7 separate regions of the Mus musculus genome follow, and all the other regions are linked to region 6. Evidence: chromatin contacts called from public HiCAR-type, HiChIP or PLAC-seq and promoter capture Hi-C data. All regions are on one chromosome and are shown on one strand. The core of a region is the stretch at or near the end of the contact, and the rest is flanking DNA. Distances in the headings are between cores, read along the strand shown.

The links. Promoter capture Hi-C pulls out the DNA fragments that hold promoters and counts their contacts. HiCAR-type assays count read pairs that join an accessible place to other places. HiChIP or PLAC-seq counts read pairs in DNA pulled down with a chosen protein or histone mark.
Region 1: an H3K4me3 HiChIP or PLAC-seq map of fetal liver shows a contact between it and region 6, with 21 times the contacts expected there. The contact joins the enhancer-like site here to the promoter of Pcdh17 in region 6. A contact is called at or near these places in 8 of 39 promoter capture datasets (cranial neural crest, frontonasal cranial neural crest, liver and 4 more) and 4 of 115 datasets of contacts at active chromatin or transcription factors (VIP interneurons, craniofacial prominence, embryonic forebrain and 1 more).
Region 2: a contact with region 6 is called in a HiCAR-type map of astrocytes, with 9 times the contacts expected there. The contact joins the enhancer-like site here to the promoter of Pcdh17 in region 6. A contact is called at or near these places in 3 of 39 promoter capture datasets (embryonic stem cells, hippocampal neurons and second pharyngeal arch cranial neural crest), 3 of 484 Hi-C or Micro-C datasets (cerebral cortex and cortical neurons) and 5 of 115 datasets of contacts at active chromatin or transcription factors (astrocytes, embryonic forebrain, embryonic limb bud and 2 more).
Region 3: a promoter capture Hi-C map of hippocampal neurons shows a contact between it and region 6, with 18 times the contacts expected there. The contact joins the enhancer-like site here to the promoter of Pcdh17 in region 6. A contact is called at or near these places in 5 of 39 promoter capture datasets (cranial neural crest, hippocampal neurons, maxillary cranial neural crest and 2 more), 2 of 484 Hi-C or Micro-C datasets (cerebral cortex and ventral hippocampal neurons) and 8 of 115 datasets of contacts at active chromatin or transcription factors (VIP interneurons, astrocytes, craniofacial prominence and 5 more).
Region 4: an H3K4me3 HiChIP or PLAC-seq map of embryonic forebrain shows a contact between it and region 6, with 10 times the contacts expected there. The contact joins the enhancer-like site here to the promoter of Pcdh17 in region 6. A contact is called at or near these places in 12 of 39 promoter capture datasets (the 3T3-L1 cell line, the C10 cell line, cranial neural crest and 7 more), 1 of 15 datasets of contacts at CTCF or cohesin (large pre-B cells), 7 of 484 Hi-C or Micro-C datasets (B cells, the N1E-115 cell line, brain and 4 more), 2 of 115 datasets of contacts at active chromatin or transcription factors (embryonic forebrain and embryonic hindbrain) and 2 of 9 other capture datasets (embryonic stem cells and liver).
Region 5: a promoter capture Hi-C map of second pharyngeal arch cranial neural crest shows a contact between it and region 6. The contact joins the enhancer-like site here to the promoter of Pcdh17 in region 6. A contact is called at or near these places in 15 of 39 promoter capture datasets (the 3T3-L1 cell line, 3T3-L1-derived adipocytes, the C10 cell line and 10 more), 1 of 15 datasets of contacts at CTCF or cohesin (stem cell-derived epiblast-like cells), 39 of 484 Hi-C or Micro-C datasets (B cells, CD4 T cells, CD8 T cells and 24 more), 10 of 115 datasets of contacts at active chromatin or transcription factors (SST interneurons, VIP interneurons, astrocytes and 7 more) and 3 of 9 other capture datasets (adipose tissue, embryonic stem cells and liver).
Region 7: a promoter capture Hi-C map of hippocampal neurons shows a contact between it and region 6, with 12 times the contacts expected there. The contact joins the enhancer-like site here to the promoter of Pcdh17 in region 6. A contact is called at or near these places in 7 of 39 promoter capture datasets (the C10 cell line, cranial neural crest, frontonasal cranial neural crest and 4 more), 2 of 484 Hi-C or Micro-C datasets (cerebral cortex and neural progenitor cells) and 8 of 115 datasets of contacts at active chromatin or transcription factors (astrocytes, embryonic forebrain, embryonic limb bud and 5 more).

The regions. Positions count from the first base shown.
Region 1 is chr14:86,466,295-86,470,132 of GRCm38.p6, reverse strand. No RefSeq gene overlaps it. Among named protein-coding and RNA genes, the nearest start is that of Gm32913, 46 kb to the right of the region's middle. Within about 2 kb of position 1,887, at least 14 of the 459 cell types and tissues checked have an H3K27ac peak or open chromatin away from gene starts, as enhancers often do.
Region 2 is chr14:86,747,042-86,750,892 of GRCm38.p6, reverse strand. The region is part of intron 27 of Diaph3 (diaphanous related formin 3); the gene reads left to right. Among named protein-coding and RNA genes, the nearest start is that of Gm33025, 46 kb to the left of the region's middle. Within about 2 kb of position 1,877, at least 110 of the 459 cell types and tissues checked have an H3K27ac peak or open chromatin away from gene starts, as enhancers often do. A contact at or near this core is called in astrocytes, cerebral cortex, cortical neurons and 5 more, where this site is marked.
Region 3 is chr14:86,488,157-86,491,804 of GRCm38.p6, reverse strand. No RefSeq gene overlaps it. Among named protein-coding and RNA genes, the nearest start is that of Gm32969, 36 kb to the left of the region's middle. Within about 2 kb of position 2,089, at least 33 of the 459 cell types and tissues checked have an H3K27ac peak or open chromatin away from gene starts, as enhancers often do. A contact at or near this core is called in VIP interneurons, cerebral cortex, forebrain and 3 more, where this site is marked.
Region 4 is chr14:87,438,481-87,442,526 of GRCm38.p6, reverse strand. The region is part of intron 1 of Tdrd3 (tudor domain containing 3); the gene reads right to left. It also overlaps the pseudogene Gm33121. Among named protein-coding and RNA genes, the nearest start is that of Tdrd3, 24 kb to the right of the region's middle. Within about 2 kb of position 2,611, at least 42 of the 459 cell types and tissues checked have an H3K27ac peak or open chromatin away from gene starts, as enhancers often do.
Region 5 is chr14:87,304,464-87,308,470 of GRCm38.p6, reverse strand. No RefSeq gene overlaps it. Among named protein-coding and RNA genes, the nearest start is that of Gm23278, 40 kb to the left of the region's middle. Within about 2 kb of position 2,735, at least 7 of the 459 cell types and tissues checked have an H3K27ac peak or open chromatin away from gene starts, as enhancers often do. A contact at or near this core is called in craniofacial prominence, embryonic limb bud and second pharyngeal arch cranial neural crest, where this site is marked.
Region 6 is chr14:84,440,978-84,445,139 of GRCm38.p6, reverse strand. Pcdh17 (protocadherin 17) reads right to left here and starts at 1,577. Exons shown (of 4, transcript NM_001013753.2): 1 at 1-1,577. Gm32498 (predicted gene, 32498) reads left to right here and starts at 1,736. Exons shown (of 4, transcript NR_168882.1): 1 at 1,736-2,615; 2 at 2,904-3,042.
Region 7 is chr14:86,682,266-86,686,448 of GRCm38.p6, reverse strand. The region is part of intron 27 of Diaph3 (diaphanous related formin 3); the gene reads left to right. Among named protein-coding and RNA genes, the nearest start is that of Gm33025, 110 kb to the left of the region's middle. Within about 2 kb of position 1,373, at least 18 of the 459 cell types and tissues checked have an H3K27ac peak or open chromatin away from gene starts, as enhancers often do. A contact at or near this core is called in hippocampal neurons and neural progenitor cells, where this site is marked.

The sequences.
Region 1 (3,838 bases), core at 638-3,137, 2.0 Mb before region 6:
AATTATATAATCTGAGATAAGACAAAAAATTTAATTGATGCAATTAAATTCAGTGTTGAACTTAAGAGAAGAAACATATATAATGATATGGCTAGAGTACAATGCTAATTTTCTGTCAGATTTTTAGGATCTCTAATCCCTTCATAAGAGATTGCCTCTTACTTTTGAATGCCTTTTATTAATTCAAGAGCAGGGGCTGGGCTTTATCATGGCAAGGACCTCAGGAACATGTCTGCCGCTCAACGTGACCTATCTAGAGAGATATGTACAGTTCTATTTCTATTTGCTTATAGTCTGGATGGACATGTGTTGGTTGAGAGTTAGGCTCTTCAGACAGATGCTGTCCTCCCTCAAGGCTCAAGGCCAAGCTGAGGTACCAAGTAGGACTCAGCTTTCAAACAAAAAAACCTAAAGCAACAGTGAAACACGATCCAGGAATACAGAGAAGTGGTAAAGCATGCTAACAAGGCGCTGAGCACCGTGAATGGCACTGGGGGAAAGAAGTAACTTCTAAGGACAACGAACTGGGAGAATTGCTGACTTTCCTGAGCTCTACTGGGGCTGCTGCAGTTACATCGCTAAAACTATGTGGCAGATGTCTTTCCCTTGCCTCCCTCAAGCTTTGTGAGAAGGGCTTTGGCCTTCAGGATTTTCCTTGTTGCTGCTTCTGCCCAGCAAGGTGCTAAGTAGGCTCCAGGTACTCAGAAGTTCTCAAAGGGATGTTTGACTGCACAAGTTTAGTTGATTCTTTTATTTCTTGAACTTGCTGGCTTTGCTCATGGACAGCCTCTCTGTCCCTTTCTATCTGGGGAACGTGATAGTCTCATGACTGATTGCGTGAACTTCTTGGATAGCTTGGCTGGTACTTGTCGAAATTTAATAAGTATTAGATATTTTGAAATGGAAATGGGAACTTTTATTGGGAGACATTCTCCAAATAGCTATTAAACACAAATTTCTTGAAAGGAACAAGGGAATAATTTAATTGTTTCAGGGTCCATTTCCCCCACTCTAACATACCTCAAAAAGTCGAAATAGTGGTAAAATATCAAATTATTTGGAAAGCAAAGGAAACCCTAAGAGTAGAAAAATTTCCTTCGTAATTTTCCTGTTTGTGATTCATGATATTTAAATTACAAACCTTGACATTAGAACATATTAAACATATGTCCCTCGACCTAATAGCCATTTCCTCTGTCATTTAATGTCTTAGTTCTCTCATGACACTACTATTGATTCAAAGCATATCTGATCCTAGGAATCTTCCAAGTCATGTCTCTCATTATCTGAGGGAAATTTCTATTCTTATGTGAGTATCTCTATCCCTTGAAGTATATCATTATTATTATTTTGCTTAGCATACAAAGAGATGGATTTCTTCCTGTCATCTTCACATACATACATCTGTGGACTTTGTTAGTTTCCCTCTCTCTATCTCTCCCTCGCCACCCTCTCTCCCTCACCGCCCTCTCCTCTTGCTAATATCTCCTGGTCTACAGTCCCCACTCCTATTATTCCTGTTTTCACTCCACACTGCCTCTCAGCCTCCCATCTCATAGTCTGCTTTCTGCTTTTGACGCAGAGAGATTTTAATCTTCCAGTTTTTCTTTCGCTCTCATCACAGCTTCCTAGTAAAGATCAGAAGTTAACACGGCTGTTTGGTGGATGAGGAGAGAGGAGATAATTGAGGATTAAAACTGACTCCTCTTCACTTCCGGGATGCATTTTCTTATCTGCTTCCAGGAGAGGGTTAAAGTTTACTCAGCGAGAAAGGAGTTATTTTGAGGAGTCCAGAGGATTTTCCAGAAGGAGTGGGTTGGACTGTTTGCTGGAGCAGAGAAGATTACAGGCGACCTGGTGAGGGTATTTGTAGCACTGACCTCCAAGCGGGGATGCACATGTTAGATCCGGCTTCCCTTTGAGGCTTCTCAGGCTAGACTATTTCTACATCTGGCGGGTACTTGCGGTGTTAAAAAAATAAACTCAAAAATTGAGAATAACTGTATCCTTGACAAGATGTATCCTTTTCTAAGGAGCATTGGTGCAGCTGTCTAACAATGAATTACAACATTCCACAGCTGCCTGGGCAGGAAATGAAGAAAATTATCCTGGCTATCTCAAAATGGGTGTTTGGGGAGCCGGGGGAGGGTATGAGTTTTTTAGAGACTATTCTGGAATGAGGCCATTGAGCCTGTCTGATTAATCATATCATCCCATATCACAGGGTCTAGGTTTTTCAGATTTCAAACAATTTTGAAAATTCCAAACCATCTAAATGAAACGACCTGTTTACATAGATTCTAGATAGTGACTTAAAGTTATTTTTGGCCTGCAATCTGGTTTTCCTTTCAACAAATAGGTCTCATTAAGGGAATTCATATTCTAACTACATCAGAGTCAGATATGATGTAGCTGACTACAATATCATCTAAGATGTGTGCATTTTGATAAAAGATTTGGCCATAGAAGAGCTGCCCACCAAATGGCCTTCTTCCGTCTCCTCCACAGTGTGTCACAAATGTATGTGTCCAAAGCACAAGTAAGAGTTGTGTAGTCTCCTCTGAGAGAGGCGGAATGTTCCAAGTCCGAAGAGCTCCTGAGAGTTATGGATGATACTGAATAGTGTGCATACTTCATTTCCTACAGAAACACACACTCACCCTGAAGTTTAATTTACAGTTCAGCACAGTAGGGTATCACAATAGCTAGTGTAAGTAAAGGTGTTCTGACACTACCCTCCCTGCAAGAGGCATTAAATGGGTGTGGTGTCTCTTCAAAATATCTCTCTTCTTTTTCAGTTCAAGGAAGTGTCCTCTGGCTTCCTCTTACAAATATCACAATCAGTGGAATTAGTGCTTCTCTGCTTTGTGGTTAGTGTTCCGTAAAAGTGATTTGAACATTTGGGCCTTGGCACTGAAGAATTACTGTGGTGACTGAGCTAGCTCATGGTAGGCAAGCGGCTCACACAGTGTGAGCAGACTGGATGAAAGGGATGCCTGTTCCAAGCAGGGCAGAGGATGGCAAGGGATGGCACCGTGATCCTAAGACTGCCATAAAACTCAGGAATTCCTCATTCCTTAATATCTCCATGCAATATTGTCAGATCATACTTCGCTTTTGGGCGAATACAACTAAAAAGCAAACCTGAGAAGGCATGGTTCTGCAGTCCTCTCCACTGGAAACCTTCAGTGGCTCTACACTGTTGATAGTGGTGTTCTTGGCGCTTAAGGTGCCTGTGACCTCCTACCGGAGGATTTCATAAAACTGCACATTCTGACATAGTTAGTCTAGAGTGAGGTGTGAGCTCCTGTTGACGTAGATGTTCCTAGTTCCCCCCTGGAGCTGGTTCTTTTGACAACACTTTAAATGGGCAGAATAGGTCTTGAGAAAATTATATGCCCCAGTACAGGGGAATGCCAGGGCCAGGAAGCAGGAGTGGGTAGGTTGGGGAGCAGGGCGGGGGGGGGGGGGTATAGGGGATTTTCGGAGAGGAAACTAGGAAAGGGGATAGCATTTGAAATTAAGAAAATATCTAATAAAAAATCTTGGAAAAAATGGGCAGAGTCTATGGGACAAGCCAGACAGCGATAAATTTGCATACCATACATCAGCCTGCTTTAGCAAGTATACTGCTGCTCTATTCTTAACTTTCCATTGTCATTGTGATTCCTGGGCTTCCTAACCCATTATTTTCTTTATGTTTTTCAGAGACACACTTTTCCTCAGGTTCTGTGCATTTCCCATGCCTAGTACTTCCTGTTTAATTACCAGGTGAGCCTGTGCTTTCTGCAGGCTTTCTCACAGGTGTTTCTTTCTTGCCCAGTCCCAAGGATGACTA
Region 2 (3,851 bases), core at 628-3,127, 2.3 Mb before region 6:
AAATTATACACCCTGGACTTACTAGGAAAATCAAGTGTTTGCACGTCACCTGTAGATTGCACTGAGAGTAATATGAAGCATATTAATGGGTCTTTTTTATCTATCTTTTAAGAATGGATTTAACCCTAAAGTTATTTTTACTTTTGTCTTCAACACACATGTAGCTGAAGTAACACACTGTGATCTGATCTATCTAGATAGCGCTTTAAACTCCGACTCGTTTGTGCCAGACACTCAAATATCTGTGCCTTCCATTTGCAGCTGCTTACCACTAGTGAAATGATCGCTTTTTAAAATATTCTTGAATTCATGAGAGCAAGTGCTGAACGCATGCTTAATAAATGCAGACTTCTGCCTGCCAGTCTGTTTCCAGGCATCCTGGACCCCATCAAAACCAATGTGCTCAGTAGATTCAGTTTTTCCCTTTTCAGCCCTAATCACCTGCATCCCTAGATAAACACCCAAGGCATTTGAACGATCAAATTAGCATCAGTATGCTTCTCGGATACCTTGCTTTTTCCCACTTAGATTTTTTTCCCATTATAAAGTTTGTACTGAAGTTGTGAAAAAGAGATTGAAGCGTTAAAATTACAACATGACTTAATGTGTGTTCAAAGAAGCCGAACCTTACAGAGCTGACTTGCCTTTGAATCACAGCTTTGCTGTTTGGTAATCACAGATCCTGACTCTGTCTGCACGTCAGTTTCCGCAGATGAAAGCAACCATCAGTGGGCATCAGTTCTACCTGCTTTTTATAGGACTTGTGAGAACTACACCACGCCACACTGACGCACTTGCACTCAGTCTATGTGAGCTCTTCCTAATGATACTATTGATTCTCCTGCTGACAGGGACACTGAGAAAAAGACGGTCTTCTGGAAATACCTGAGTTTTACAGATTTCAGAAAGATAACTGGCATGTGCTAAAACTATGCCAAGTAGCCTTGTTGTGCTTTTCTTATGAGACACATCCTCGCCTTTACTTCCTTAAGAATGCTTCTGATACCTGTGAGAAGCACAGGCCCATACAGCTAGATAGCTGGGCTGCGGAGGCGTGGAACAATGGCCAGGGTAAGTCATTCTTAAGCCATCTACATGACTTTTTCCATCTTACTTACACTATTAGCACTAGACGGGTTTCAAGGACTTCTCACTTTGTTGCTTTGAAAGTCTCCTTCAAAAAGAGTGTGATAGCTATTCTCCTGTTTGATGTTAAGTGATTTCGAAGACCCCCAGCCTTGCAGCTCTCACCATAGGTTGCTTGGATACACTGTTCCTTCCTACTGCAACTACAGGCTTTTGGAACCTGGCTGAATATCCAGATGTGGGGAAATGCGTATTAATTAGTCATAGGTTACATACATTTATATCATCGAGCTGGCAGAAGGAAAAGGGCATTTGTAAGCAGCAGTGAGACAGCAAACACAGACTTGGTTGCCTTGGGTGCTGTTTAAAATTGAAGACAATATGAACAAGATCTAACAATCATTCTTTAATTGTTTTTGAAATTTCAAAACGATAAATCAATGACATTTCGTAACTGCCAGTACCTTGATGAGCTCTGCAAACTCAGAAGTCAGTTATTGTAAATTATACTTAAATATGATGGCAGAGATCTCTGTGCCATGAAGAAAGCGCCTGATCTATGGCTATTTTGTTCTGTACATGGTACAATGCACTACACTGTTCTAAGCCAAAGCCCTGTGTTGTCTGGGTAACTCCTGTTGCCATAGCAATGAAATTCTTTTGCGGGAGCAGGGCGAATGCTAATTGTAGCCATTTGTTGTTCCTTCTGTCGATCCCTTAACTAGCACAGTTGTAGAGCAGCCAGAGACACTGGGTGAACAGCACGGAGTGCCCCCAAAAGCATTGCTGCTGAAGGCAACCGGCTGCTCTGCTTAAAAAATCATGCGAGCAGCCTACAGTGCTGAGAGTGCCACTGTGTGGGCAGAAGCACAGCTTGACTCAGACCCTGACAACTGTTGAGCTGGGACTTAGAGGGAGAGAAGACTGCTTAAGACCTGTTGCGAAGGCACTGATGACATGAAGATTAATTTGACACCAGCCCCTCAGAGGTAGGTGCTGGGCAAATCATAACACCTGTTCATCCAGGCCTCCATTCAATATCAGAATGCCCGGAGGCTATAGGAGATAGATCGATGGTTATGCTTATTTCCATCTGAAACTGTATTACTGTGTCCTAGGGTAAAAATATTCATTTTGTCACAACCAACCAATTGCCATTCACTTAGGTATTGGATTCGGCCTGTGTTGGTAACTCCCCCTCTCTTCATAAGCCCTTATTTTTAGAGACTTATTATTTAACTGCCAGAAATGAGCTGAAACTGAAAATCAGCAGAAATGTGAGCTCACTCCTTTTGGAAAATAAAAGATATAGTGATGTCTACCAATTGCTTGGTCTTTCAAGCTAGCTCAATTTGAGAAAATGTGCTTAAACCTGGCAAGTAGTAATTCCTCATGAAACCTAATTGCTACAGGCACTTGAGGAAGAATAATCATCATAATTTTAAGGAAAAAATGTGAGTTATGATTATGCTATTATATCTTCCCTTTAAAGTTGTATTGACCCATAAAATGGTTAGTTCGTGGGATTTTTAAATTTTACTCCACCAGAACTATATAAACACAGTAATAAATTTTGAGGTAGTTTTTGAGGCAAAATGTAGCCTATCTACTTTCTAATTGAACAGCCTGGTGGTACATCCTATTAAAATTGAATAGAACTAATATTGTGGAACTGTTACATCAAGCCGATTCCTACTATCAGCTTAATGTTTGTTTAGTTTCGGGCAAAATTGGTATGCCGATTACCCAATAATAGCTAAAGATAAGATAGAGCGCAGGGAGGAAAGCCTAATGTTTGAAACAGACTTGCTGCAACTTCTAAGACTTGTGTATTCTCCACTTCTAGAGTTTAAGTGAGACAAGAATATTTTAAAATAATACTACTTCTTTGTAAAATATATGTGTATATATTTTAGATATTCCTAATCCCTATATGATAAAGGCTTATTTTATTAAATCATTTACTTTAAAATTAGTCTGCACTTTCCAAACACTGACTCTTCAGCATGACAGATGATAACAACTTCAGAATGTGAGGAAGATTCTTCATGCCTCAGTCAATGGAGAGAGATGGCGTCAGGTGCGCCAGCTACAAGTGCTCAGCTCCAGGAACAAATGAAGCCTAGAACACCCACGCACCCCAGGCACAGAGAGTGTGTGCGTGCGAGACAAAACTTAACAGTACACCAGATGATTCCTGGCAGAACGGACTCACAGCACAGACTAGCTATGCCAGCCCACCCTTGCTCTTATATCCAGAGAGGAAAAACACCTGAAACTTTGTCTGATGAAGCATATTTGGTCATAGAGTACCTAACACTCAAATGTCATAAGGGAGTCACTCTGAGAGACGTAGAACTCCTAGCCACCTTATTCTGGGGATAGCACTATAAGCACTGCTAATAACTGTGAGCCAGGGCCTACAATGCAGAACTGTGCAACAGGTTGCCCTTAGTTTCTATCTGGTAGAATAGTTAAAACAAGGTACCGTTCTTAGGGAATGTCTAGTGAAGGACAAGCCCCTGGATTTTTCTTTTCAATACATTTGACTGCAGCTTCCCCTTCCTCCACCCTTCCCCAGATCCACTCTCAGCCCCGTCTCTACCCCCACGGACATTAACCAAACATGGCACTGCAAGATGCATTAAGACCAGGTGCAAATCCTCACATCAAGGCTGGGTAAGGCAATCCAGTAGGAAAGGGTCCTGGTAGCAGGCAAAAGAGTTAGAGACACCCCTACTACAATTGTCAGGAGTACCCCCAAA
Region 3 (3,648 bases), core at 840-3,339, 2.0 Mb before region 6:
ATTCATTGTAGGAGAGGCCAGCCCAAGGACACAGGCATTGGAAATATGAAGTAATCAGAGAATCATCAATCTATAGCAGGTTATCAAGATATAGGAAAGCAAATAAAAATTCACGGGACTTGCACAAGATGTAATATCTTAGAAAGGGACCCTCAAACTGTGGCTACAACCTAGAGCTAACCCTAAATCTATTTTGTAAATATAATTTATTGAACCCAGCCACACGATTTTGCTGTTCATTAACTGTGGTTGCCTAGCATGCTAAAGTGAAATGTCAGAGTTAAGTAGTTGTGACAGAGATGGAGTGATCCATACACTTTTAACCCATTGTGGTTTTTTGCAGAAAATATGTGCTGGCCCGCAAGTATTAAAAAATTGTATATATAAAAAAAAGCAATGAATTCTTAGAAGGAACAAGTAACAAGTATCTATGGTTCTGGAACTGAAAAGGAGTGCAGACATAATTTCTTTGCTTGTCTGTTATAAACAGACGGCCAGGTAAACAACATTTCTGCCACTTTAGAAGTTCACTAAGGCTCTCCTGTCTGTTGTCCACACGTCATCATTCTTTCAAGTATTATCTAGAGATAACTAGTTCTCATAAACAGATGACAAAGCAAGGGTCTTGGCTTTACTAGGGATCTCTGCTCCTGGATTCTGAACCTCATTCACACCCCATAGGAAGGCAGTGCCACATTTAAACCCCATTTCACATTTTAAAACCGATTCTGTTAAGCATGACTTCAGCTGTCACTTCTTGTTATTTTGGAAAGAGCCTGATGCTTGTAGGTTTGAGACATTCCATCCATTTGCTTGATGGACTTCTGATAACTATCCCTGCCCATTGGGTATGAAGTTGACCCCAATTATGCAGCTGACTGCCTTAATGACGGAGGATTTTTAGAATGGCCACCTACATTTAGTAGCGAGCTTTCTTGTCTGGCTACCTGATGCTTATTATCCACGAAAGCCAGGACTTCAAAACTGATGAGATTCTATTTTATTTTTATTTTTATTTTTTATGACTGCTGCAAATGAAGAGTGCAGGGAGAATTTGGAAATGAAGGGAAGTTGTTGGGCTCAAGGCTGTCTGCACTGTAGATGTGGTCTGCCGGCCCCGCAGGAATTGAGAAAAGCAGGCTTTTCAACCCTTTGCTGCAGAAGCCTTGTTATCGCAGAAATAGACCACTTGAGATGGAAGTGCAGATGGATTTGCTGCCGATGACAGCTCACCAGGACCCAGCTCTCCATTCAGGTACATTGATATGCATATTCACTCTACTGGAAAAAAAATCATCTCCTCTTCTACCCTGGGACACGGCTTCCGTAGGCTCTGGAATCTGCTATTTTATACCCACCTGCTGGTACAATATAAGCAGCTGCAATAGGCATCAAGCTATGAAAAGCTCGGAGGAGCACTATTGCAGTGTGAATTGCTTCCTCGCTCGGTGCTGTTTGGTGATCGCAAGATGGATTGCCAGATTAACACAGGAACACAGTGTTTGTGTAAGGAACAGGAGGGCGATTTCCTCCTGTTTCTCCCACCAGCCATTGCTTACCAGGCCCTCTGCCACTTATAAAAAATGAGGCACTTGCTAATGTCTCTTCGAAGAAATTCCAAGGCCAGAAACACTGACTCAAAGGGAACCTGCTTTGTTTTCTTTCCTCTTCTGGATTTCCACACAGAAGACTCTGATGCCATTGGCCAAAATAGGCCACTGGTCCATGCAGTGGCTGGCTAGCAGGAGCTTCCCCCAGAGCAGTTTGTTGACCGTTTGTGTTGTATCCCTTGAAGGAACTAATAAACATAGCCAAATGATGAAAGTTGGTTTTGAAACACAAAACTTGTTGACCAAAGAAGTCCAGGGAAGTGGAGGCTTTGGGAGCCTGCGCATCCATGTGGCCAATCTACGTTAACATCTTGTCTTCAGCACGCTGACCTCGCTTTGATTCAGGCATTTTTGAAAAGGATTCATTTCTTCTCCATTTCAAAGCTGTTTATCTGGCTTAGAAAATAGCTGCTTTAAACAGAAGCCTTTACACTTGTCTGGGTAAATTCTGTTCCAATTTTTGTTTTGGCCACAAGTCAAAGATAACAGCTGTGCGCTTGTGGGTTCACTGAACTCTACGCGCTTGTTGGCTGCATCACCGACCAGAGGGAATAACCAATAATTAGAACATTTCGGGTCATCTTGGGGAAGAACAGAGTTTTCTCATGTTTGGAAAGGTGATGTGGCCTCCCTTGGATTTTTCCAAATGTGACTGAACGTGGAGCGGAATGCATGAGCCAGGACTCAACCATTGTGTCCTCCGTTCCCCAAAATAACACAGGAGAAGTGGAGGCTGAAAACTATTTTTAATGTTTCCCAGCTTAACTACAGCTACACAACGGGCCCTCACGGTGATGGTGGGGGAAAGCTCTCATGTATTCCTGGCACATCGGCATTTCTGATCATAATGATTTGTGACTCGGAAGTCGAAAGCTGCTGAGTTCCTTCCTAGTTGAATCAATACAAGTTTACATAAATATATGTTTCTGTTTCCTTTTGTTCCTGCTTAGGCATTGATGTTTACTTGCTGGCGACTGTAGACAATGGAAGATAAACAAAGGAGAGGGAGGGAGGCTCAGACAGAGAGATGGTTCAGGAGAAATTATTTGGGCGGGTTCTAAGCTCTTTCCTGATGATGACTTTTTAGTTAGTTTTGCTCCGGCAGAGTAATGTTATATCTTTATTTGGAAAATAAAGGACTTTATCTTGTTGATCTGAATCATAATAACCTGTGAGTTTATTCTGTTGATTATATCATTGCTGCAGGGTAAATGCTCCTGTATCAGTGTTTGATGTGCTAAAGCTTTTCATACCACAGACATGTATCCAAAAACATTAATCCACAGGAGCATGGAGGCTGTTTTGCTCTTGAATGTAGGAGTCAAGAAAACATCTACACCATAATCAAAGACTCCCCTGGTCAAACAGACCAGGCTGGTACTGATAGCCTGTTTAATTTTTCACTTGGCGTTATGCTGTGGAGAGGAGATCTTTGACTTCTACTTGAAAACCCACATATATGAAGTGGAGGTCACATTTTCAATGCCTTACCTCCAGGATAGTCTTCATTACCAAGCTACAGCTCATCACACCATCCCACTCTCAGAGCTGTGGGAGGTGTCATGGGTCCCTTCAAGGCTGCTCTTTACTGTGACCTGTGCTGTTGATCAGTGGTAGAAATGTACCTGGCTCAGGTCACAAGCAGGATCTAAACGCAAGACCCTGTTAGCTCAGCAAACTCTAGCTCACAGACTGCCTAGGGTTGGGATGGGAAGCCAGTGATCTTATGCTGAGCTTATGAACAACATTGCCATGCTGGCCAGAGGCATATCTGCGTTCCTTCAGGCTTCTTGCTGTCAGTTTGAACCCACAGCTCTTCTCTTTCAGCACCTCCGACTTTCTTGTTGTTAAGTCCCATCTCAACAAGAACGCAAATGAATTATTAACGATGAAAGTGAATGAATGATTACTAGTTCATTTAGATACTTTTCACCATCTGAGTTTACTCAGGGAATGCCCGGCTTGACATAGAGATATGCATAGATTTTTGACTTATTATTTTAAAAATATTTTGCTGGTATTTTATGTTTGAAAGGAA
Region 4 (4,046 bases), core at 1,362-3,861, 3.0 Mb before region 6:
ACCAACTATCCATTATTTAGCAGTATATATAACTGTATGGGCCACAAACTTGTAACTTAGCAACATAGCAGGTTTGATGACAACAGACAAATGTACTGCAAAGCAGCATGACTTTCACAATAGCCTTGATATCATAAATCAACAGGAACCTTTCACAAGGACACCATCAATTATACAGTCTGCCATTGACCAAACTCTAAATGAGATGACCAAAAGCATGTATGAGAACCTGAACAACCCCGAGTCCTACACTCACATAACAATCCCAGGAAGGGAAGAGGGAAGTTATAGAGAGGAGATGGGCAGAGTAGAGAGTAACAGTACCTCCCAGGGCTTTAAGCAGTTACTAGTGGTATTGCAAGAACCCAGTGAAAGGCAAGTTCTCAGCACAATAAAGGGAAAGAGAGGAGGGGTACTTAGGCTCCTAGCTGGATTTTCAGAACACAGAGAAAATTCTACAAGCAGCAAAAACTACTCAATAGAAAAAAAGGCTGGGAATCGCATGGCGTTGTCCTGCCTTGGGTCCAAGACAGAGCTCCAGTACAGACTCAGTCACACCCCTCTTGTCATCTCATAAAGGAAGGGGTCAGAGGGAAGTACAGCGGGAGGCAGGAGGAAACTGCAAGGAAATGGTAAATCCTACAACTCTATACATTCATGACAGATACAAAAACTATCAGACAAATCATACAGTAGTGCAAAATTCCTCGTAATAAAACACAAGAAACCAGAGTTGCCTAAGGTAATTTTAGCTGGATCACTTCTTAGAAAAGACTGGAAAAAAACACTTGAATTGTATTTGAGCACTCCGCCGGGGGTCGGTGAAGTATCCCAAGATGGCTGGGCATAAACTTGCTCTAAAAACCATTGATTGGGATCTTTTGTGTAGATCACACCCCCAAACCAGAAGGCAACTGGAAATGCCCTGAAGTCCTGGAATGAGACCTTCCACCCCAGGTCGGCTAGTCTGTCTGAGAAACCACCTGCGATTGACTGGGCTTTCTACAGGGCCAATGTGGCCAAGCCTGGCTTGGTGGATGATTTTGAAAGCAGTATAATGCCCTGAAGATCCCTGTGCCTGAGGATAAACACACAGCCCTGGTGGACAGGAGGAAGAGGAGGATGTGGAGAGCTGTGCTGAGTTTGTGTCTGGACCTCAGCTCAGGACCCAGGAGTGTGAGAAGCAGCTGGAGAAAACGAGGAACACAATTCCCTTTGACCAGCTGACCAGTGATGACTGGAATGAGATCTTCCCAGAAGCCAAGCTGGACAAGAAGAAGTACCCGTACTGGCCCCACCAGCCCATGGAGAACCCATGAAGCAGCCTGGGACGGAGCCCTGGCCTGTATTTCATTTAAATAAACCAGTACTATTCTATATTTTATTTAATAAATTTATTTGGCAACAGAATTTAGCATTTTACAAGGTAGAAAGTTTACATAAAATTTTTCTATACCCTTTGACTTTTTAATCATTTATAAAAATATTAAAACACACATATGCTAGCACCTGTCCCTGGGAGACTACTCCTAATATCTTTATGTTCTTTCAAATGAATGAATGGCTAGTAATTTCTAACTACTTACTACAAAGCCCTGATGAAGATTAGCTTATTTCTATGATCAAGGCACAAAGTTTATGAAACACTATATTTGGCCACTTAAAACAATTTAAACAGAAACATTATTCATAAGTACTAATCTACATTTTATATAAATTACTATATTCACATTGAGAATATAACATATTAAATTCTTTATACCTACATATAATTTATGTGTCTGGAAAAAAACAAATAAAATAACTAACACCCACAAGAAGAATTTGTCTTTTCTAAGTATTTTTAAAGTTCAAAGTCTGAACAATAAGATAACTACCTTAGAGTAAAAATTATTTAGAAAAAAACCTAAAATATAAAAAATACTATGCTAAATGCCAAATAAAAATGTGAAGAACTGCAGATAACTAAGAAGATGCTAATTTTTATATGGCTTGCTAGCTAGAGCACAATAATTTTCCATCAGAAAAATAAGAGTGCTGGCTACAAGACCACATGGGTCCCTTCTCACCAGCTCTGTGACACAATGAACAAGGTGAACATTCAAAGACTTTAAGCTAGGTTTACCACTCAAGTAAAAGCAGCCACATCAATATTCTACTTTAAATGTAAAAAATTATAGAATGTAAGGAAATTTCAAGAACAATTAAATTCTAGTAGAAGATGACTACTAGATTAGTGATGACCAGTCACTAATTTTTAAAGATGATGTTTTTGCCACTATAAGAGAGAAAGCTCTTTTAAAAAAAAAATCCGCAATAGTTGGAAGAGAAATCCTTTTACCACTTCAGACTCTGGTTGCAAATGAGTGTAAAAGACCCTGTCTCTCCCATTCTTCATACATTTCTAGACACTCCAAACCTTCAAATACCAAAAACAAGTTAGGGGAACTAAAAAGTCCTTCTAGGCACTCAAGAACTTGAGCAGTCATCGGTGGAGTGGCCCTTAGGAAACCCACAAGAAACCTAAGAAGCACATGACAGGGTTGAAAGAGATCCCTAGGCACAAAAAAAGCCTAATTCTCAAGCAGCAGGGGAGGAAAACTCAGAGATAAGGATCACCCACATTTTCAAAGCTGGCAGCTGAGCTCTCAAGACAAAGCCTCCCTCTGATGGTTTCAGGCTTAGCACAGGTCTCATGGGGGGTGGGGGGGGGAGTTAAGGCTCCAAACTCAACGCATCTGCAACCAGTAATGATTTGGCTCCAGCTAATACAAAGGAGCTGAACAAACAGTAAATAAATACAAAGCCCTTTATAACAAAACACATCACTGTCACACCTCTGCAGAAAACAAACGACAAGGACCAAGACTTACAGTGCTGACAGCACAAATGAGCATGACCAAGAGATAAGAAATAAGCAATCCCTAACTTCCCATTAGAAAGAATTCATTTCAGGAGAAAGTAAAATCATATCAATAAGATACTGCAAAGAGTCCATCTACAATCTGTAGAGGACCACAATAAGGAATGTATTTTTAGGTATGAAAATACAATCAGTGAGAGATTCCTAGGTAAATGATAGGAGATTTACTAGTAGCAGACTCAGTACAAAGAATGAAAGAACTTATTCAGCTCAGCAAATTACATGATGAGCTCAGACACGAAGGAAAGAATTAAAAGCACTTGAAAAAGGAAATGCAGAGATAGAAAACTTTTCACTTAGAAATATATAAGAGAATTTTAAACTACCATTACATCATACATTACACACAAATTTAAGACTTTAGAATATTTCAGGCAAAGTCAAAATATTATAAAGGTCTTATATATCTACTAGATATGAGAAATATTGTTAAACAATGGCAGGACAATGGACAGAAATAGATAAATAACATTATATTGAAAAGTCCTTACACTGTTCATGAAGTGTCATTACTTTAAACAGACCTTGACGACTTAAAACCGTGATATACAAGGTAAAGGAGCAACGACTTAAAAAGACAGGTCAGAAAAGACAAGGAAAAGCAAGGTAGAAAGCATGAGATGATAAAGAGAACCACAAAAACAAAATAGTAAGAGATTACGCTAACAGAATTAGCCATGATATTTAGCGAGATGACAATCAGACACAGGTAATTTTCCTAAATAATGATTTATACATTCTAGGTTTCCACCTACTAAACACAAGAAGTCGGGCAAAAGAACTGAGAAAAGTTCCTCATACTCCAGTTTTTCAGCTACCAATGCATTAAGGGTCTCAGGCAAACTGAAAGGAGCACACTAGGAGTGAGGCCAAGCTTTGCGGCAGCCAGGGAAACCAGCAGCTTGTCTGCCTCCCGCTCCTGTGTTGAAACTCTACTCCTGGTGTGCTGGCATTTGTACACAGGGCTTTTGGAAGTTACTTAGCTCATGGGGGTGGAACCCTCCTGATGCGACTGATGCCATTAGACACACTGCACGTGTTCTCTTCTCCCTGTCCTCTGATATGTAAGGGTACATTAAGGAGTCCACTTGCAACCCAGGAAGAGGCTCCCCACCGGGCACTA
Region 5 (4,007 bases), core at 1,486-3,985, 2.9 Mb before region 6:
GTAAGCTATCGGTGCCATTAGCAATCCTCGAAGTTAATGAACTTAGTGTCCTGTGGCTTGTGGCCAGAAGAAAATGAACAGTTTAGGTAACAGCCAGTCCTTGCTGGCTGTAGAGGTCCAGGCAATTGCCAAGGCAATCGCGGCTATTTGTGACATTCAGAAAGGGGTGTTGGGAATTGCTTTTTATTAAGCAGCTGAGACAATAGCAGAATGCCATCAAATGGCAGAGGTGAGGAGCGGAGGCCGGCCAAACCCCAGCAGAAACAGTGGCAATACAAATGAGGGGACACGTGGTTTGCTGAACTCAATGCAGCTGAATGATAAATGGGGCCTAAGAACACTGGGCCAACGGGGAAGCTTCAGAGAAGCAGACGCCCTGGCCTTGACAGCCACTCTCATGGTAGCATGTGGCTTTGGGTGGCAAAAGAAAGCTTAGTTTTGAGTCCTGACCATATGTCACTGGACAAGGTACTTACCTACTCCGAGCCACGGCTTTGTCACCTGCAGAGAAGTGGGGATCTTTCAGGATTGTTCTATTTCCCGTGGGATGGCTCCTTGTCCTCACCTGGCTTACAATAAAGGCCTCATTAATTTTAAACCTGTCGTCCTTCTATTGAAGAATGGTAATTTTTAAATTTTGAAAGGTGTGAAACAGGATGGGGTGGGTAATTAAATGATGCCCTCTGTGCTTGGGCTTCTTATACACGCAAGAGTGGAAAATACCCGACAGCCGCCTGAAGTCTGCCTGGGCTCTTTGTGCAGAGTTAATGGTTGTCTTGGGGAAAGAGAGGCATGGCTTTGTGGTGTGGCAATGGGCAGGTGAGCACACGCAAACAATTCATGAGAGCTCATGCAAGCCCCCAAGGAACCGCACTGGCTCCTGAAAAGTATGTGGTTTTCCGTAGTTGATTCATTAGTATACTTATAACTGTGGGCTGTGCCTGGCTTCATATTGATAATGTGTAACTGTCTAGCTTGAACTCTGATTCCCTAGTCTACATTTTTTTACCCAACTGTCTCTCAAGCATCTCAGACTTTGCATTGCAAAGGTCTCCTGACACCAGACCTTCACTGAGCAGCTTTCGTACTCATACCTCAATCACAAGACACAAAGTTCCCTTCATTCATGATATTTCTACATCATAACCAACTCAACCTCACGTGCCTTTGCTTTTTATTTCCAAAACTCCTTCCTTTGGACTACTCTGTTCCCAGCCACCTCATCTCTGGCTTGAAGCAGTTTAATCACCTACTCCGAGGTCCCTTCCTTGTTTGTCACCACAGAGCCATTACAGTCATGCTCTGGGAACAAATTATAGAATGCTGCTGGACCGTAAACCACCGTGAGCTAAGAATGAAAACCCAGGTCTTCCAGTTTACAAGCCTTTGATGATCTGGCCCTTGTCCCTGCCTCATCTTTCAACCAAGCTCAGCAAATGTTGACTGTTCTGGAACATTCCATGCTCCTTCAAGCTACTGTTCTTGCTGTCCTGTTTATCTGGAAAGATCTCTGTGAGAGACACAAATGAGCTACTCTTCCTGTAGGTCTGCAACTAGTATTTTCTGAACATCCATTACAAACAAACTCCTGGGTCTTATTTTCCATCCCTATCACAACCTGTAATTATTTATTGATCTATTGCTTTTGCTTTTACTTATCTGTCTCTCCCACTAACACTTAGGTATTTTTGAGAAGAGATTGGGTTTGTCTTATCCTGTAGCATAACCTGCACATTCAAGTCTTTCCTGACACACAGTAGATACTCAATAACTACATATAAAAATGTATAAATTGGTTTTACTTTATGTCCTGTTTCTCTCCCCCATTGATTCACGTGAAGGCATACATATACTCTGTGACTATTTTTTCTTAGGGTATGCCCTTCAGAGAGAGAAATCAGAAGTTTTTCTTCCTTTAATTTTCACCATCCCTTTTAAAATATTTGCATTTTGTTGTTTCTGTAGTTATTCAAGCCAGACATGAAAATTACTCTCTCCCACAGTAATTAGCTCCTTCTGGGAAAACTTCTGAGAAAAAAAAATTCTTTGTGGTCCTGCCCAATCCGAGCTCTGGTCTTATGTTAATTCTGAAAAATTTGTATCCCTTACATATATCTCAAACTGGCAAAAATACTGATCGACAGCCTGAAACTCATGTCCCTCTCTTGGAGTGGGCACTGATCCAGGGATTAGGAAGCCGCAGCACAGGCGAAGGAATCCAACTGGCTGCTCCAGAGTTGGAGGCCTAGAAAACAGCAGGCCAGATGGTTTAACCATGCTTCTCTACTAACAGCTTAGCACGAAGGGGAACCCGACTCCCTTGCTAGGTACCATGTTTCAAATGGTCTGAGAGGTGGGAATTAAGGTAATGAAAACCAGGTGAATAAGTACCAGATTTTCTGTTAAAAATGCAGATGGCACTTTCGTGTGCAGCTGTTACATTTTAGATCAAGATAGGGGAAATATTTTTTTCTAATTTTCCTATTCTGAAACCTACTTTTTTCATTGAAAATAAATTAAACGATTGCGTAAACACGAGGTTATGAGAGTTATTCTTAAAATTTGTATTACCGTTTGTATTAGTTACCTCTTACTGTGCATCAAATTGCCCCACAAAACATGGTATCTTAAAACAACAAAATCTGGACAACACCTAATTAGCTCTACTGCTCACAGTCTCACAAGTCAACTCAAAGTGTCAGCTTGCCTGTAGAGAATGCAAGCCCAGGCTGGGGAAGGTCCCCTGTGTGCTCACAAATATGCTTGCTGGCAGCACTCAGTTCTACATGGGCTACTGGCCTCTGTTCCTGGCATTGTATTCCCCTCATAGAGCAGTCCTAACATGGCAGCTTGCTTTACTAGAGCAAGTGAACAAGATAGCCGAGAGAATGCCAGCCATGGAAAGTGCTACTAACACTAAAGTTTCTGCTTTATAATTCAATCTCCGAGTGGCAGGCCATTCACATTTGCTGGGTTCAGTTAGCTAAACTGTGGATGCAAAGTGGGCAGGTCCACACTACACACGTGGGATGAATGGGATTCCATGTGGAAATGGATTTTAGGAAGCAAGAGTCCTTGTGAGACATTTTAGATGCTCTCTAACATAATATTATCACTTCCGGTATGTCATACTGGACTGTCAAGCACAAACTTTGGAAATAGATGATACTGAGTTCCAAGGATATTTATTCATTAGCCACATATGATGATTGACAATGGTTGTCAACTAGACTGGGTCTGAGATCAACTAAGAGTCATGCTTATAGTAGTGTCTGTAAGGCTATTTTATGGAACGATTAATGAAGGAGGATGACAACTCTGTCCCAAATGACCATCACCTTCCAGGAGTAGCCCAGATATAAAGATGTCCAAGTACTCTCTCATATGAACCCAGACTGAAGACAAGCAGTGATCCAGGGATCCTCCGGATCTTCAGTACCATATATTTTTTTCTTTTAAAGTATTTTTGTTAGGTATTTTCCTCATTTACATTTCCAATGCTATCCCAAAAGTCCCCCATACCCTCCCCCCACTCCCCTACCCACCCACTCCCACTTTTTGGTCCTGGTGTTCCTCTGTACTGGGGCATATAAAGTTTGCATGACCAATGGGCCTCTCTTTCCAGTGATGGCCGACTAGGCCATCTTTTGATACATATGCAGCTAGAGACAAGAGCTCTGGGGTTCTGGTTAGTCATTATTGTTGTTCCACCTATAAGGTTGCAGTTCCCTTTAGCTCCTTGGGTACTTTCTCTAGCTCCTCCATTGGGGACCCTGTGATCCATCCAATAGCTGACTGTGAGCATCCACTTCTGTGTTTGCTAGGCCCCGGCATGGTCTCACAAGAGACAGCTATATCAGGGTCCTTTCAGCAAAATCTTGCTAGTGTATGCAATGGTGTCAGTGTTTGGAGGCTGATTATGGGATGGATCCCTGGATATGGCAGTCTCTAGATGGTCCATCCTTTCGTCTCAGCTCCAAACTGTGTCTCTGTAACTCCTTCCATGG
Region 6 (4,162 bases), core at 328-2,827:
GGAGAAAAATATAGAGATATATCTCCGCCTCTGTTCGTAGAACACTCTGGTGTGTCTCTATGCCAATCCGGGAGCCGCCACTACCATCCCATCCTCTTCCAGCAAGCAAAGACTTCTCTCCCTGCAGTTTAATTCCAGTTTGCTTTTCTTGCCAGGCGAAAGGAAATCAACAGGCAACTCATGGTTAGACGTGCAGATTTGAGGGGGGGGGGGAGGGGGGAGGGCAGACTAGAAAGGAGGAGGGAGCTACCCTCCCAGTCCTAGCACACACACACACACACACACACACACACACACACACACACTGCCCTGTCTCTCGCTAGAAGGGAAACAGTCTCTGCATTCACAGGGCTGGGCTGTCAAGTGGCTCTCTTTTCTTTCTATTCAGCACCTCCTTCCAGTGGCCCAGCCTCCTTTTCATCTAGAAAGGAAAACCTTGGCGAGGAACAAGAGTGGTGAATATTTGAAGAGAATAACAGTGTAGGCTTTTTCCCCCCTTATTATTATTATTATTTTAAATTGGAGGAGTAGAGTCGACGGAATACATCAAGGCTTGGCGTGATGCATTCTGCAGTCTGGCTCACACACGGTCTCTGGTCGACTTGGGAAAGGCAGAGAGGGTGAGGAGCTGCAGCCACCGCGGTTCTGCCAGGGCGCCCACCCGGGGAAACTACCTCCTCCACCTCCGAGGGGAGGTTAGGCACGGGTTGATCTACACATTATTTCCGCTTCTCCCAGCGCCTCGGTATACGGGAATGACACATCCAGAAATGCAGGTGTTCTCATCTGCGGGATGAGTCAGAAGCAGCGGAACGAATCGTATTCACTCTCCCCTCACGGTCCTCCCTTCGCAGTCCTTAGTTGAGGCTTCTTCTTAAGGCTTTCTCTGACCACTCAATAGGAAAAACAAAAACAAAAACAAAAAAAAAACAAACAACAACAACAAAAAAGCCGGAATCACGTCGGGGGTGGGGGAAGAAAAACGAGAAAAAGCGTGGGGGGAGGAAGGCAAAGCTGAATCCAGGAACACTTTTACTCTACCTCTTTCGGCCGGAGTCCGAGGCTCTGCAAAACAAGGCGTCTGCTTTGCTTACGAATATTTATTTGTTTTTTAAAAAAAACCTTTCCACTTGGTTAGGCGTGAGATGCCCCCAAATCTCTCAGTCTTAGGGGTGGGGGCACGTTTCCAGTAATGATTCACAGCTTAGCCCAGGATCATAGTTCAAGATTTTCCTCCCAACGGTCTCTGTTCACAAAGTCCAGCATCGGTGTGCATAGCTAATTGTGCAGTCTGTTGTGGAGGTTTTTTTTAAATTTTAATTCCTCCTTTTTTTTTTTTCTGTCACGAGTGGTCTCTTTCAGTCTAGTGCGGTGCCTGTCAGGATCACCCCAAAGCCTGAGAAAGACGTGCAGGTTTCAAACCGAATAAATCCATCTCCGCCAGCCAAGACGCGGAGGAAATGGAAGGTGAAAAATTCAATTCAACAGTTGGAGTACCGTCTCCGAGCCGCCCTCCTCCGCTGCGGCAGCCGCCGGGCTCGCAGTCCGGATTCTCTCCCCAGCGTCTCTTGCTGACTGACTCTATTCACCTCACGCCGCCGCTTAAACATTGATACTGATTCTCTGCCAGCCAATCGGCGTGGGGAGCCAGACCCTGCCTTCTCGGCCCACGCCCAATGGGAGGCGGAGAAACGGCAGGCGGGGGCGGGGCCAGCAGCCCCAGCTCTTTAGAGTCATTGACTAGCTTGAGTCCGACCGGAGAGCATCAAGGCCCGCAGAGCCCGCGCTAAGTCTCGGCGGCGGCGCCCAGGGCTGAGCCGTGGTAGCCCTGGTGTTTAGAGGGTGTCTTCCTCTAGAAAGAGAAAAGTTTGGCAGTGATTTGATTTCAACTGGGGATAGGATGTAAAGCCAGGCGTGGGGAATCACCGTATACTTTGCAGAGAGAGGCAGCTGCGGTCTTCCTGGTGCCTTCTAGTCCACACACCAACCCACGTCGTCAGCTTACACACAGACACACACAGACACACACACACACACACACACACACACAAACACTGGGCCAAGGGAGTTGCGGATTTTCTGACTCCTTGTGCACTCATCTGGAGGTGCGGAGTGGGTGCGTGCGCGCGCATGCGTGCGCGCGCCCGAGAGAGAGCGAGAGAGAGAGAGAGAGAGAGAGAGAGAGAGAGAGAGAGAGAGAGAGAGAGAGAGAGCGTGTGTGTGTGTGTGTGTGTGTGTGTGTGTGTGGTGTATGTACGCGTTTTCTCACGGTGGGATGTTTATTTCGGTGAACGCCAGGAAAGTGCAGTGTTAGAGATCTGTCTGTGCTAGCTAGCTCGGGAGCAAACACGCCGCAAGCAACTGTAATCAATATGTAACTTTCTTCATCCTCAGAGAAATCCCCGCTGTCCCCAGGCACCCATGCAAGGAAAGTCACTTGATTATGAAAGTGTTTCAGAAGAAAAGCAGACGCCGGTGGAGAGAGAGGCAGTGTCTCGAAGGAGGGAACAAGCCTCTCTTAAGACATGTTTTGCAGCTCCATGAAACTGAAATCTGGTTGAACAGTGTTTAGACTTCTACCTTTTAACCATCTCCTATCACAGCCCACATTCAAGGTAATCCAATGTCCCTTAATGTCCCTAGCTTTGGTGTCTAATTCACTTCTGTTCATCTTACTAAAATTCCAAATAGCAATTTGATATTTTTTTCAAATCAAATAGCATTGCTAATATGTATAAAGTCTCCTATTCATAGAAGCTGAACTTAGGCAAGAACTTATACCAGATTGAATGATGTTTGTTTAAATATTCTCTCTCTGTCTCTTTGTCTCTCTCTCTTCTTCCTCCTCTTCCTCTCCCTCCTCTTCCTCCTCCCCCCCCCCATTCTAAATTTCTCATCTCCAGCTTTAGAATCTCAAAGCTTGCTTTTGTCTGAACTGCTTTCACAAACATCCACAAGTTACGATCAGTTTTGGTTCTGATCTAGCAGTTCTGGAGCAGAGTTAAGAGGGACAAAGGAAAACAATCCGTTGAAATAGAGAAGGTGAGTATTTTGATTGCGACAGTATTGATTGTAGTTCATAAATACTGAAGTTAAGTTGCCATTTATAAATTGTGAATGACTACTATAAAAATATGTAACATGAATCATTCAGAATTTCAAAGAAAATCAAATCCAGACCAATTACAAGAATGCTCTGAATATTGTTTTGGGGATACTTGCTTAAAGGTTCAGATCAAGGAGCTATTAATTTCCCAGAGCTTCAAGGAGATAACATATAGTCTGATTTTGCAGTCTGGTCTCATTCCAAATGTACCATTCCCTTGAGAGACCAACAGCTCAAAAATTCAAAGAGAAGATCTTTTTAGTCAGACCTTCAAATTCAAAAATGTTCCTTTCTTGTCTTCCCTAAATAGGTTGTTTAGCATATATGTTTGTAGTCCACAGAGGACTCAGTCTTGCCAAAGTAAAGGCTGTTTTGCTAAGTTGTCTTTAACCACAAAGTCTTATATAGCCATAGCTTTCTTTATGTCTCTCTGGTTAGAAATATTGGTCCAATGCATGTGCTTTGGAAGTTGATTCTTGTAATCTTTATAACCAGAAACTGCCTATGGCATAGTGAACACACATTCACACATTCATTTATCAATTTTTATTTTGTATCTCCCTCTCCTCGCACCCTGCCTGAGTTCTAAGGATAAACACCAGCACTTTGCAAAGCTAAACAAGAGCAGTAGCTCTTAGATATATCTTCAGAAACACTGTGAATTACCTTTTAAAAACGACCACTTTAAGCTTATTTTAATCGCATAGTAATTAGACGTCTTTGACTTTCACTATGGTGCAAAAATAAAACAATAAAACAATTCCAAGGAAGGCTGGGGTGTATTGATTAGGCTTAATTCAACATAGTGCTATGCAGTTGAAGGGAGATTGGAAACACAATGCCTAGGAAAGGTCTTGGTGACAGGAAAAATATATCCTTAGAAGAATACATTTGCTTAGACTCCCCCTCCCCAGAGTAATTATGCCACACCGCCCCCCAGTGTTTGCTGAAAGAACTGTGTGTATATGGTGAATGCTTTAGGGCATCTTCCAAGAATAAAAAGAACACAAGTATGTTTCTTATATTTCTTGTTGCTGTAGTATCCGACATGGTTGT
Region 7 (4,183 bases), core at 124-2,623, 2.2 Mb before region 6:
CGTGTCTCTGTCTGGTTCCTTTCAAACCGACCACAGCATCCAAAAGCATCCTAAATGTTCAATGGTCCCTAGCTTTGTGACTGATATGTATAGGTGCTCAATAAACTCATTTTGATTTATTACTCAATTATGTGTGAACTTACTGTTTTAGGTTGGCTTTTTCAATCGAGCTAGTTTTTCACCTTTTCAGTTACTGTCTTCTTTTTTGTCAGTGGTCTTAATTACCCAGTGCAGGTTTACCATCCATGGGTTATATCTAAGTAGAAGTGCAAAGGCATTTCTAAAGTGTTTGGGAAAGAATTTGAATAAAGTAGCTCATATTTTAAATTTTCAGATGAATATTGTACTAGTGACTAATTGTAGTAAACATATTTTGAAACCATTTGTCTGGCTGAGAAAAACATGACAATAGCTCTATCCCTTGTGACCAGAGTGTCAATGGCTTCTTTCAAAATAGTCATTTAAAGTTTTTGTTTCCTCCTCCTCCTCTTTACTCTCTCATATTATGAATAATATTTAGTTGGACTCCCAAAGCAACTGGAGGAAGAAAATCTCTGGTGTTTATTTTTGATAAAATATGAGGCGTTTACTTTTGTACATGTTAGTCTCAGAAGGCTTTAGTACTCTTGTTCTCTGGATTCTGGTGTCAGATATGGAAATTTAAGTACGAGTATGCTTTTGGTCACTAGAAACCTCTATGCAACACCCACATGTTTGAGTTAATTTTAATATCTGTAGCATTCTATAATCTTAATTACCATAAAATAATGGCATGTGGTTGTCATGGCTAGAGGCAGTTTGCTAAAGAACCTGTTACTTTGCTGTGCATTCTTTCTCTCTCTAAACTTTTTATTTTATCCATATTTGCTTAGCCAGGAAGTTAGAGGGCTATTTTTTTTTAAATTATTCTGATCACTCTATGCACCAAGTCCTCTCAGGTCTTAAGTTTGAAGTGCCAGGAGGAGGAATCCGCTTTCACCCTGACTTCTTGCCAAAATAGTTAATATTCTACTTCCTGTGTGTTTGACTTCATAAAATCTTTCCAATAAACTTTGCTGATCACTAAGCTAACTAATAAACCTAAAGTGAGTGTTAATATGTGTGTGTGCATGTATGTGCGTGTGTACATGCATGTCCATGCCTGTGCTGTGTAGGTGTATTTAGGACAATGCTTATATCAGAGTTTTATCAGCTATAATTCCTTTGAAGTCAGATCTGAATTACTTCTTTCTGGTTTAAGCATGTTGGCTGATTTTCAGACTTGGATGAGTTTCCCTGTAAATTGCTGTCGATGTGACTGGAGTACCCAGGAGCTGTCAGGATGGCTCAGTGATTTAACACTGGTGTCCTGCAGCTTTGCCTGTAATCAGCAGATGCTGCGGTATTACCATAAATGTTTTCCTAACTGCTTCTGTCAAAAAGAGAAAATTCTTCCTGCCCTGAGTCTGCCGCTTCTGATTAAATTCAGTTTGCCTTCTTTTGCATAATTAATGTCCCATGATGATCTCTAACCTTTTGTTTTTAATATTGCCTCTTGGTCTAGACTCACTCTTTACAGGGAATCCCAACCAAATAGGACAAAAAGCAATGGCTGGTGCTTTTGCACAGACCCCCAGCATCTCCTTGCTCTAAGCTGATACTGTTGTATACACAATCACTTGTTCAGGATCCTGAAAGGTTTGGTCTTCGCTGCGTTTGTCACTGCTGGGCGGTGTCTGTTCACTTCAGAAGACTGTTTCTGCAGCTCTTTGTTTGCAGCACACGTTTGCCCGACACCATGTGATGATAAGATCTGCTGTAGGCTGTGCTTTCCCGGTCTGTAAAGTAAACTCTTAGACATGAGCCAGGCAAAAAGCTTCCTGATCATCCACAAAGCTTTCTGTATCTCTTGCCCAAAGGAACTCGGAGATTATCTTCATTATAACAAAGTAAATGTGTGTATAAGATGAATACATTGAAAACTGAAGACCCTGTTTGTCAGTGAGTATATTTTAATACATTATCTCAGTGGGAAAACATTCTTAAGTTTATTAAATACGATTAAACCATGAAAAGCCTGAAGTGCTTCTCTGCCTGTTCCTTCAGAGCTCAGAACTCTTTGGCCTGACAGCCACCTGTGCACTTTACTTCTTAAATGGAGTGTAAATTCGAACAGATACAGTTGGTGGTGTTATTCTTACACTGTAAGATTTTTTTTTTTTAAGGAGCTATATGGCATCTCCAAGATCCTAAATAAAGCCTACAGTTTTGAAAGAACTGCCCTGCAACCATAATTGTATGAAATTAGAGTAGTGACATTTTCCTGTGTTTCAAAAGAAAGACCTAGTAATTGAGCTTCGTGTTTAGGGGAAGATGCTATTTCTTCTATAAAAATTTTTAACCAGTAAATGTTTATCACATTATTTTTTATTCTTTTTATATACAAACACAGAACTTCAGAATAGAAAAGATTTTAGACATCACAAAGCTGTTCTTTTTTCTTTTTTAGTTTATTCTATTTCCTCCTGACACTCAGCTCAGCAACCATGGCATAAAGCCAGAGTGCTACATACAGTTTGGGGATTTTCAACTTGTGGCTACTGAAGTGTTAACTTTAAATATAAGTTTGCATTTATCACACAAAAAGAACAAAGGAGACACTTACTTTAACATCTCTGGTTTCATTGCCCCTCATATAGGTTCCATATAAAAGTGAGATTTATAATTAAAAAAGAAAAAATGCATTTCTTGACCTTCTTCATACTTATATTAAAAATCCCTGAGCCAAATGCTACTTAGGCCTTCTGTAGCTCCAGGACATTGTTCTTTATCCACACAGCCAACAACATTGTCATCCTTCCATCCTAGTTGACAATTACTTTGTATTAACTACTTCTAGAATAGCCATGACACCCTTTGAATAGAGCAACTGTCCATCACTCAGATAATGGCAAGGTGCCACTTGAACTTGAGACTATGAATTTTCATTGGTCATGCTATTTCCCACAGTTGTCACTAGAGTAATCCACATAGCTTCATGGACTCAATTTTCTTGTTGGTCACCACTTCTGAGGAGGAGTCACCTGGCACTCAATGTGCTGCTGTGTCCACACCTGCTCACATGAGATCTGTATTCAGAAAGTAGCAAAATTAGAGAAACTTCTGGAACTCTCAAGAATCAGAACAAGGGACTACAGTTTACTCAAACCGAAGATTTCACTGGATCGTTTTTTTTTTTTTCAGTTTCTTTCATTTCTAATTTATTCATGAATATAATGTGTTCATCACCAGCCCCGCCCCCATGAAAGAAGGAAGGAAGGAAGGAAGGAAGGAAGGAAGGAAGGAAGGAAGGAAGGAAGGAAGGAAGGAAGGAAGGAAGGAAGGAAGGAAGGAAGGAAGGGTGGGTCACAAATGTGTCTCACTCACTCAAGATATTTGAAGGTGAGAATGGTAACTGTACCTCTAAGACAGAGTCTCCTTCCCTCTTTCAGGCCCCCCAGAAAGCTTCCTTGGTTCTTTTTTGCCTAAATAATTCTAGACCCTCAAAAATTTTAGGCTTGATATTTCTGTAAGTGTGCTCTATCAGGAAGCTGTCAGATAACTTTAACTGATGATGAACTGTAATTCATAAGCATTACAGCTGGCATTCCCACCACCTCTGTCATTCAGAGTTTGGATATCCACCCACCTCATTCCTATCAAATTATCACATAAATACTTATCACAGGAGTTATCACTGCAGCTATGAGTCTAATGATAATATATGTAAGCATATACCAGATTTCCTAAGAAATATTGCATTGAAAGACTTCGAAATGAAATCCCCTTCCTTTTTTTTTTTAAGTTTAATACATTTAGAAATTTTTCCTGATTGAATGTTGTCAAAGAGCAGGTAGTTCTGTTTTAACTTAAAGCTACCCTTCTTTCAGAATACCTCTTACTGTCTATTGTTAATAGTTAGAAGAAGCCCACAAGTGTGGCCTTCAAGGCTTGCATGGAGATCCCTAGCAGTCCTTTCTATTCACATCGTGGGCAGGTGGTCTGTATAGTTCGAAGAGCTTTTATGCATGAACCCTTTGAATTACTGGATCAGGTTTTGGGGGTTGCTTGTCTGTGTGTTTGTTTATTTGGTTTGGTTGGTTAAGTGTTTTTGTTGTTGTTTTTAGAAACAGAAAGTGAAGTAGAAATGAAGGGAGTAAGAGAA